Regions from separate parts of the Mus musculus genome. Here region 1 is linked to region 2. A link is a contact called in public HiChIP or PLAC-seq data. All regions are on one chromosome and are shown on one strand. The core of a region is the stretch at or near the end of the contact, and the rest is flanking DNA. Distances in the headings are between cores, read along the strand shown.

What was found. HiChIP or PLAC-seq counts read pairs in DNA pulled down with a chosen protein or histone mark.
Region 1: an H3K4me3 HiChIP or PLAC-seq map of bone marrow-derived macrophages shows a contact between it and region 2, with 2.4 times the contacts expected there. The contact joins the enhancer-like site here to the promoter of Vav3 in region 2. A contact is called at or near these places in 5 of 39 promoter capture datasets (the HPC-7 cell line, hippocampal neurons, liver and 2 more) and 3 of 115 datasets of contacts at active chromatin or transcription factors (bone marrow-derived macrophages and pancreatic cancer cells).

The regions. Positions count from the first base shown.
Region 1 is chr3:109,038,087-109,042,967 of GRCm38.p6, forward strand. No RefSeq gene overlaps it. Among named protein-coding and RNA genes, the nearest start is that of Fam102b, 13 kb to the left of the region's middle. Within about 2 kb of position 3,460, at least 16 of the 459 cell types and tissues checked have an H3K27ac peak or open chromatin away from gene starts, as enhancers often do. A contact at or near this core is called in bone marrow-derived macrophages, where this site is marked.
Region 2 is chr3:109,338,560-109,343,271 of GRCm38.p6, forward strand. It overlaps Vav3 (vav 3 oncogene), which reads left to right and starts at 2,124. Exons shown (of 27, transcript NM_020505.2): 1 at 2,124-2,683. The coding sequence starts at 2,480.

The DNA.
Region 1 (4,881 bases), core at 2,210-4,709, 300 kb before region 2:
AAGACCTTGTCTTAGAGTAATAAAAATTTAAAAAGTAAACCAAAGAAACAACATTGGGGATGAACAAGCAGTAGCTGGGCTTGTAGTGCTGGGGTGGAGAGGACTTCCTGAGCCTCAGCCTTAGGGTCGGGATGGAGGGTGGAGTGGAAAAGGAACGAGGAGCATTGCAACTTCTCATATCCCTTGTGCCGGCTAATTTTTATGTTAACTTGACACAGCAAGAGTCACATGAGAGGTGGGAACCTCAATAGAGAAAATGCTCCCATAAGATCTGGCTACAGGGCATTTTCTTTTTTCTTTTTTTTTTTTTTTTTTTTTTTTTTTGACACTTTTCCCCTTCTTTTTTTTTTTTTTTCTTTTCCATTTTTTATTAGGTATTTAGCTCATTTACATTTCCAATGCTATACCAAAAGTCCCCCATAGCCACCCACCCCCACTCCCCTACCCACCCACTCCCCCTTTTTGGCCCTGGCGTTCCCCTGTACTGGGGCATATAAAGTTTGCGTGTCCAATGGGCCTCTTTCCAGTGATGGCCGACTAGGCCATCTTTTGATACATATGCAGCTAGAGTCAAGAGCTCAGGGCAGTTTCTTTTCTTTTTTTTTCTTTTTTTTTTTTTTAAAGTCAACATAGTATCAGATTTATTGTCTATTCATAACGTGATATATATCTCCTTTAGCACTTGGTATCTTGCAAATTCAATTTTTTTTCCATTTTTTATTAGGTATTTAGCTCATTTACATTTCCAATGCTATACCAAAAGTCCCCCATAGCCACCCACCCCGACTCCCCTACCCACCCACTCCCCCTTTTTGGCCCTGGCGTTCCCCTGTACTGGGGCATATAAAGTTTGCGTGTCCAATGGGCCTCTTTCCAGTGATGGCCGACTAGGCCATCTTCTGATACATATGCAGCTAGAGTCAAGAGCTCAGGGCATTTTCTTTTCTTTTTTTTTTCTTTTTTTTTTTTTAAAGTCAACATAGTATCAGATTTATTGTCTATTCATAACGTGATATATATCTCCTTTAGCACTTGGTATCTTGCAAATTCAATTTTTTTTTCCATTTTTTATTAGGTATTTAGCTCATTTACATTTCCAATGCTATACCAAAAGTCCCCCATACCCACCCACCCCCACTCCCCTAACCACCCACTCCCCCTTTTTGGCCCTGGCGTTCCCCTGTACTGGGTCATATAAAGTTTGCGTGTCCAATGGGCCTCTCTTTCCACTGATGGCCGACTAGGCCATCTTCTGATACATATGCAGCTAGAGTCAAGAGCTCCGGGATACTGGTTAGTTCATAATGTTGTTCCACCTATAGGGTTGCAGATCTCAGGGCATTTTCTTAATTACTGATTACTGTGTGAAGTCTGAGTCCACTGTGGGTGGGGCCACCCATTGTGGGTGGGGCTGGTAGTTCTATAAGAAAGCAGGCTGACCCAGGGTACAACCCACAGGTCAGAAGTTTAGCAAGCAGGAAGGCCCGAGTGAGGATACGTCAATCCCACTTAGAAGGGAGAACAAAATAATCACAGGTGACAGGGAGGGAGAGACCTGGGTGGGAGGGGAGGGGAGGGAAAAGGGGGAACAGGAGAGAATTCCAGAGAACCAGGAGAATAAATGGAAATATGCAGCTTCTGGGGGGTGGGAGGTTGGAGAATCCTTTAGAAAGTCCCAGAAACCTGTGAGATGAGGACTCTCAGGACTCAATGGGGGTGAACTTAGCCAAAATGCCCAACACTGGGGAGAGGGAACTTGAAGAATCCACCTCCAGTAGATAGATATGGCCCCAAGTAGAGGGGCAGGGTTACTAACCCACAGTCAAAAATTTTGACCCAGAATTGTTCCCCTCTTAAAGAACTGCAGGGACAAAACTGAAGAAGAAACTGAAGGAGAGGCTTTTCAGTGACCAGCCGAACTTGGGATCCATCTTATGGGGGGAGGGCATCAAGGCCTGACCCTATAACTGATGCTATGATGTACTTACAGACAGGAGCCTAGGGCTGTCCTCTGAGAGGCCCTACTAGCAGTTGACTGAGACAGATGCAAGTACTTACACCCAACCATTGGACTGAAGTTGGGGACCCCTATGAATGGATTAGGGGAAGGAGTGAAGGATCTGAAGGGATGGCAACCCCATAGGAAGACCTGAAGTCCCAACTAACCGGGACCTCTGGGAGCTCCCAGAGACTGAGCCACCAACCAGGAAACAGACACGGAATTGTCCAAGGCCCTGGGCACATATATAGCAGAGGACTGCCTGGTCTGGCAGAGGGAGGAGGAGAGGGAGAGAGGGTGGGAGAGAGAGAGAGGGGAGGGAGAGCACTATTTGGCCTTGATAGAAAGACACACTATAGGAGCTTAAATAACTCTATTACGAAAACCGTATGTCTTGAGCCGACAAGGTGGTTCATGGGGAAAGGTGTGCTTGGCTCCAGAGCCTGGTGCTTTGTGTTTGGTCACTGGATTCCAGGTAAAAGTAGAATGAGAGAACTGACTCCTAATGTTGACCTCTGACCTCCACATGCACACTATGATGTGTGCTCTCCCCTGCCATCCCTCACGTCCACACACGAGAATTAATAAAGTTTTAAAACAGTAACAGCACACACCCTGTCTTTGTTTGGCTGCAGAGTGGACCAGGCATCCACAGAGACTGAGAAATGACCCTGCACTGTCTTGAGTCCTAGTCTGCCTGATAGGAGGACAATTTCTTTGAAGGAAGACACACAGTTTCTTTCTGAGGTTCCTATCTGATGTCTATAGCTTGATCTCTTTCGTTGTAGTTTTGTTTTAATCTATGTTCAAGTTTCTATGCAAAGGTGGCAAGCTGTCTTTGTAGGTCTTAAAAGCAGACATTTAATTATACAATTTTCTGTCACTAACAGCAGTGTTTATTCAACTTCTTTCCTGTCAGGATCTAACTAGAGTGTGTCAAAGTTGTTCAACTGAACACTTAGGAGCATCCAAAGTGCCCTAGGCTCTAGCTTCTTCATCTGTGGCCAGCGACTCATACAGGGTTGTGTAACTAATGTGGGGGCTGTGAATAATTTAGCAACAGTAAGCTTTCTGAATGTGCAACAACCAAAGTTGATCCCTAGTAAGACGTGTAAGGCAACCAGCGTGTTTCTTGTACCTCACCCACATTTCTCCCCTCCTCACAGCCTTGGTTCTAAACACAACACGCATATACTCTGCATGTCAGATGCTACACAACACCAAGGGATGCTTCCTGAATCATCCCATTCAGATTTGAGGTTATTGTGTGTTATGGCCTGTGTTATTTTATATAATATACTATATATACACATAATTAAAGTTTTATGCTCTTGTAGAAAGAGTGACTTAACTGTGAAAACAGATACTTTCAAATTGTTTTCTGGGGCCGCTGAGATGGCTCGGTGGGTAAAAATGCTTGCTGTCAAGCCCAGCCTGCTGACCCACATTCCATCCTCGGGATTCACATGGTCAAAGAGAGCTAACGTTCCTGAGTTGTCTTCTGACCTCCAGCACAAGCGTACAAGTGTGTGTATGTTCATGTACAAAGAAATAGATAAACAAATAAATAATAACAACAATAGTAAATCTGCTGGGTATGGTATGGCTGTTGTACTCATCAATTCACTACAGCTGTGACCAGCACAAGATTGGGTCCATCCATGGTTTATCATGGATGGTGGAGGGCCTTATGAGATGCCACAATTCCTGTGGATTGTTGGCGGGTAATGATTCTTGGGAAAGGGTGCTAATTGTTTCGATGGTGTAGGCACTGAGAAGTTGACCATATGGCAGTAAATAAAGTCCCACCCATACTCATGCAAACAGCCATATTAAAGCTCAGTAGGTCACACACACAAAAGACACAGAAGTAGGAGGACTTCTTGAGAGAAAAAAACAAACAAAGGTTTCGGTGGAAATGGGGGTGAAAGAAGGTAATGGAGGTGCATATGACATTATACACATGTGTGTTGGTTAGTTTTTGTCAACTCAACACAAACTAGAGTCACTTGGAGGTGGTAAACTCAGTGAGAAATTACCACCATGTGATTGGCTGGATGACATGTTTGTGTGGCATGGTTCTTGTGTGACAGGGCCTGGCCGTCTGTGGGCAGTGCCACTCCTGAGCAGTTGGTCCTGGGAGGTCCAAGAGAGCTGACCCTGTTCCTGGAAGCTACCCAGTAAGCAGTGTCCCTCTATAGTTTCTGCCTCTGCCTCTGCCCCTGCCCCTGCTTGAGTTCCAGTCCTGACTTCCCTCAATGACGGACTGTGATTAGGATGTGTAAGCTAAATGAACCCTTTCCTCTCCAAGTAGTTTTGGGTCAGTGTTTTATCAGAGCAACTAACAACAAACTGGAAAGAGAGGAATGGGGATTTCATAATGAAACCTATAAGCTAATAAAAGCATTTAAAAATAAGGCAATCCATTTCTTTAAGGTTTATTATCAGCAATGCTTGCTTTGCGTGCTCATTTTTATGTACCCATATATGCTGAGTCGTATAAAAATGTCTCAGCTGAAAGTGACTGTAAGTGGAAAAAGTGGAAGAAGTCCAGGCGCATTTGGGGAATCATCTCATCTCCATTTGGTTCTTGCTTTCTGGCCCCCTTCACAGTCTCCTGTTCAGTGGGTGCAGAAGACTAGGGAACGAGTCTGTTTTAGCATCTCTGTGATTGTATCAGCCCCATCAAATGAACTGGTGTTCTCCTTCCTGGGAACACTCAACACTAATTCCATAAACAAAGAAAGACCTTTTGTCAGAAAAGGCTGTTTTCTCCAAACCAACCTTGAACTCCAGGGCTTTTGTGAAAGGATTTATTGTTTATTCTTAGAGGTACGCATGCATGTCTGTGTAGAGGCTCGAGCACTTGAACGCCCCCCAGC
Region 2 (4,712 bases), core at 874-3,373:
TGTTGGCATCCACAATAGTGTCTGGTTTTGGTGGTTGTTTATGGGATGAATCCCCAGGTGGGACAGTCTCTGGATGGTCATTCCTTCAGTCTCTGCTCCACACTTGTCTCTGTAACTCCTTCCATGGGTATTTTGTTCAGGCCCGAGAGTCTTACAAGGTCCACAGTGATACTCCTGTCTATGTATTCATTCCAAGTACCAAGGCGTACTCTTTTTTTTATTCTGACAACCCAACGTGGCAAGGGTCACTTCCTTCATTTTATAGGTGAAGAAAATGAAGGTTAGAAGAATAGAAGTTGCCCAAGGTTATCAAAAAGCAGCTTAACTTGGATTCTAAATCCAGGTTTGTTTACTGGTCGGTACACATGATCTGGATTTTGGAAATATTTTAACAGTATTAAGGGATGATCTGATGCTACCTAAAATGAAATGCTTGGCTAGTCTTTGCTTTTTCCTTATCATCTTTCCTCTTTTCCAGCGCCACTTCTTCTTATGCAGGACCACATTTTAAATGGCAAGTCATGTGTGTTTTGTTTGTAAAGATCTATAATGAGTAACATGGCTTACAGTACTTGCCTCTTTTTGATGGTTTTGCATTCTGAGTTTTTAGGAAAGTGGTAGTCAACAGCCAACCCCCCCCCCCCAAAAAAAATCACATGGAAAATTCCAGAAAGAAAAAGTATATATATTTTATACATTCTTTCACGATTTATGATTATAATGTTCTATTTTATTGCAACACTGCTGTTGATAATCTTCGTGCCTAGGATGCACTTTACAGTTTCGGTGATACAGTATTGCTAAGGATTGATCCTCCTGTAGTTTCAGGCTTTCAAACCTATTATGGTCTAGGAAACATTGTGCTATTGATGGACTCCACAGTGTGCACAGAGGAAGTTGCTGGGGACGGATGCATGCGAGGAAAGGAAATCCTTAGGCTGATTTATTATTGTTTAAGGCTGGTTGTGTACACAGCAGGCCACGCTTGCTACAGTCACGCATAAAAGAAGCGAACTTCTGTCCCAACAGATCATGTACTTTTTAAAAGTTACGTTTTGTCCTGTTTATAAAATCAATAAGATCCACAATCGAAAATTTGAGCTACAAATATCTAATGAAACAGCAGCAGCAGCAGCAGCAGCAGCAGCAGCAGCAGCAACAACAGATATAAAATCCCACCAAACTAGATTTCAATTAAAAAAAAAAAAAGACTAGCGAAGAGGGCATTTACAGGGAGTTGTCAGAGTTCAGTGAAATAATATATTACTACAAAAAGCTTATACACCCTTTTCGGCTTTGTAGGGCAGTGGGAATAAAAAAGACAGGGAGAACCTTGCCTCAGTATGACAGAGTTGACATGTGTGGGTGTGTGTGGGGGGGAACTTTCCAATTTTCCCCAGGGTTCTCCAAATATGCTGACCCAGTCTCTCAGTGTCTCGGTACTGAAGCGATTTGAGCTCAAACCTGGTGGCAAGTCACTGACGCATGCGCGCTCTTGCCTCTGTGTCACCGGCCAGTTTTCTTTTTTTCTCAGGCAGGATTTTGAAGATCAGCAAAAGGCGCTGGACTGCTTTAGTGAACAGTTCCAAGCCTGGGAGATATGCAAAACCTACTTCTTTCCCTCTACCTAGGCTGAAGCTGCAATTGTCCCCACGTCACGCACTTTCAAGGTGTCAAAACATTCTCAGAAGAAACTGACTTTCAGGAAGGGGCTGAGGATGGACCTGGAGGAGGCGGGACCAGGGGCCGATCACAAACTTTCCATGCTGCGTTCTCCAGCTGCGCGTAGTGCACATCTCATTTCTCCAGGCTCCCTGTGTCCCAGTTAAGCCTTGGCTCCTCTGAGACCCTCTTAATTTAAATCGCATTCATTGTTCAGGGTGTCCCCGGGGACACCCCTGCGAATCTCAGTGTTCAGCCACACTTCCTAGGAAGCCGCGCCGATGGGCTAATCCCTGGACGCCCCGGGGTTGTGCAAGCTCCACTCATCCGAGGGTTCACGGGCGGGCGGGGGCGCCGGGATCCCCTTTGTGGCCGCCGCCCCAACTCGGCCCGCTCCTCCCCCCAGCCGCCCCGCCCTCAGCCCCGGACCCCCAGCCAGGGCGGCGGGCACGCTCGCACCCGCGCCTCCGGGGACTCGCGGACCGCACAGACCGGCCAGGCGCGCTGGGCATGCTCAGTCGCGGGGCGCCAGGCTCGCCAGTCGGAAGCCAGTGCTCAGCGGAGCCGGCCGGGGCGCACCGAGAGCGCGCGGCACTCGCTGCTGCAGCGGCGGCCGGGCCGCGGCGCATCCGGGCGGGGACCCGAGGCGAGTCCCACGCGGCGTCCCCGAGCCGCCGGCAGCGGCGCCCGCTCCAGAAAGGCAAAGCGAACCAGGGGCCATCAGCGCGACTGGCGTCGGCGGGGCTCTGACGCTCCGCGGCGGCCACCTCAGAGTCGCTGCCCGCCCCGGCCGGGCCGGGTCCGGGAGCCGTCGGACATGGAGCCGTGGAAGCAGTGCGCTCAGTGGCTCATCCACAGCAAGGTGCTGCCCCCCAACCATCGGGTGACCTGGGACTCGGCGCAGGTGTTCGACCTGGCGCAGACCCTTCGCGATGGAGTCCTGCTCTGCCAGCTGCTCAACAACCTGCGGCCACACTCCATCAATCTGAAGGAGATCAACCTGAGGCCCCAGATGTCCCAGGTATGGAGGCCACCCCGCGACCCCGCTGCCCGTCAGAGGCTCCCATTAATCATCCGGATAATTTCTTTGTGTAAATGCAAACATCTAGGTGCGCTCCGCTTTGCCCTGCCTCTCAGTTCTCAGCTTGGGGGCTTTTCCTCACTTGCCTTGAAATGACTTAGCTTCTAAGCAGAACTAATAAAGCCTTGCGTCGGGAGATGGTGTATGGAATCCTAAAGGTTTCTGGGAGGCGGGAAGAAATAAGTTATCCTAGGGCGCGTTTCACCTTTCTGCCCCCCCCCCCCGTGTGTGTGTGTGTGTGTGTGTGTGTGTGTGATAACAAAGAGGGAGTCGGCTCTAAAATAACAATGAGAAGGGATGAGATGAAGCGGTGGGGTTAATTTTGCTTTGACTTATTTTTTGCTTTCATTTGGTCCTCACGTTCTGGAAAGAGGAACTGTGCCATAGATGAGGACTCTAGGAAGTGGAGGGCGTTTGGTACCGTTATCTGCTCAGAGGAAATAAACCAAGAGGGACACAGAGAGCCTTCCTGAAGTTCCCCACCCCGCCCCCTAAGCCCGTGGCCTGTTAGCAAACTGGAAGGTTGTGTTTATAGCTTGTCTGAAAACGTAAGGGGAGCCAGCCCAGCCTCCCTCACCGGTGGCAGGAAGTGAGAAGTTTTGCTGGAGACTCTGCTTTTTTTCATTGGGTCTTGCGATCAGGTAGCTTGGAGGCACTTGGGCTTCTGTGGCCTTAGCTTGGAGATACCTCTTTGAGGGTTCTGATTAAAATCCAGTCCTGGAAGGCACAGAAAGCAGTGGGTTCCTCAGAGACAGCTCAAAAAGCCACATGCAGCCCAGTGCTGCTTATTTTTTGGGCCGGTCGGAAAGTTTCTGTTAAAAGGATGTTCAACACAACTCAGAACTTCTATTTTCTCTTTCACACGCACACGCACATGCACACGAAAAGAAAAAGAAATGTTTCAACTTAAAAGGGGAAGGAAAGAGACCTTTTAGTGACATATTTTAGCACTAGCCCTGTATGATTCAGAGACTTACCACTTACCCAGAGCTGTGTCCTTGCAGAAAAAAGTGATCTTATGCAGTTTAATAATCTCATAATTAAAGCAGGAACTCCCACACTCTGCCCTGGTTGTCAGTATTTCATCAGGGTCGATCCTCACTTCAAATTCTGTGTCCCCTGTTGGTAAGCAGTCTCCAAGGAAAAAAAAAAGCAGATATATAAGTATTGAGTGCCATATGTGTTTACAATAAGGATCAATTATTTTAGACTCTCTTAGAAACCTGAATGATGGGTGATTGCTAATTCTGTGGACTTGCCCACAATTGTGGCAACCATAGATAGTCCTGTGGAGGGCTTCAGTGGTTGTTTCTGTACTGTCTGAGTTAACTGTTAGGAGTAAGGTTGTGCCACGCACAGGAGTCACTTGTTAGATCTCCAGTTCCATTTGATCAGTAGTCTCAGTAGCAGCATGAAGTCTTGTGCTTTGATGCCACGTGCTGTGCATATTTCCTCGAAGTTTAGTTTCTGGAACTTTCAGCAGTTACTCATCAAAGTGTTCTTAATAATCAAATTTCTCTCTTCTTTCTTTTTTCCTTCCTTCCTTTCCTTTTCTAACTGCCTGCCTGCCTTCCTTCCTTCCTTCCTTCCTTCCTTCCTTCCTTCCTTCCTTCCTTCCTTCCTTTTTGGATAGCTGGGCATTCTTTGACATTCAAGTCTTTATTTGACTGCTGACAGTGCATGGGATCTTGTCAAGTGGATTCTCCTCTTTCTTCTCTTAAAATGCATTATCTATAATGTAATCAGTTTGATGACTGAAGGTCATTATAAGCATCATTGATGAAAAGGAGCAGGGCATGATTCTCTAAGAATTCTATTTCCTACTGAGGCCACCACAGTGAACATATCAAGATAGTTAGTTGCCCTTAAGGAATTATTACACTGATATCAATAAACCACCAGATTATAGTGAGGTAAGTAGGGCAGTGAACTGACTCTTCATTAGATTTTTCTTTTGAGTTTTTAAGTC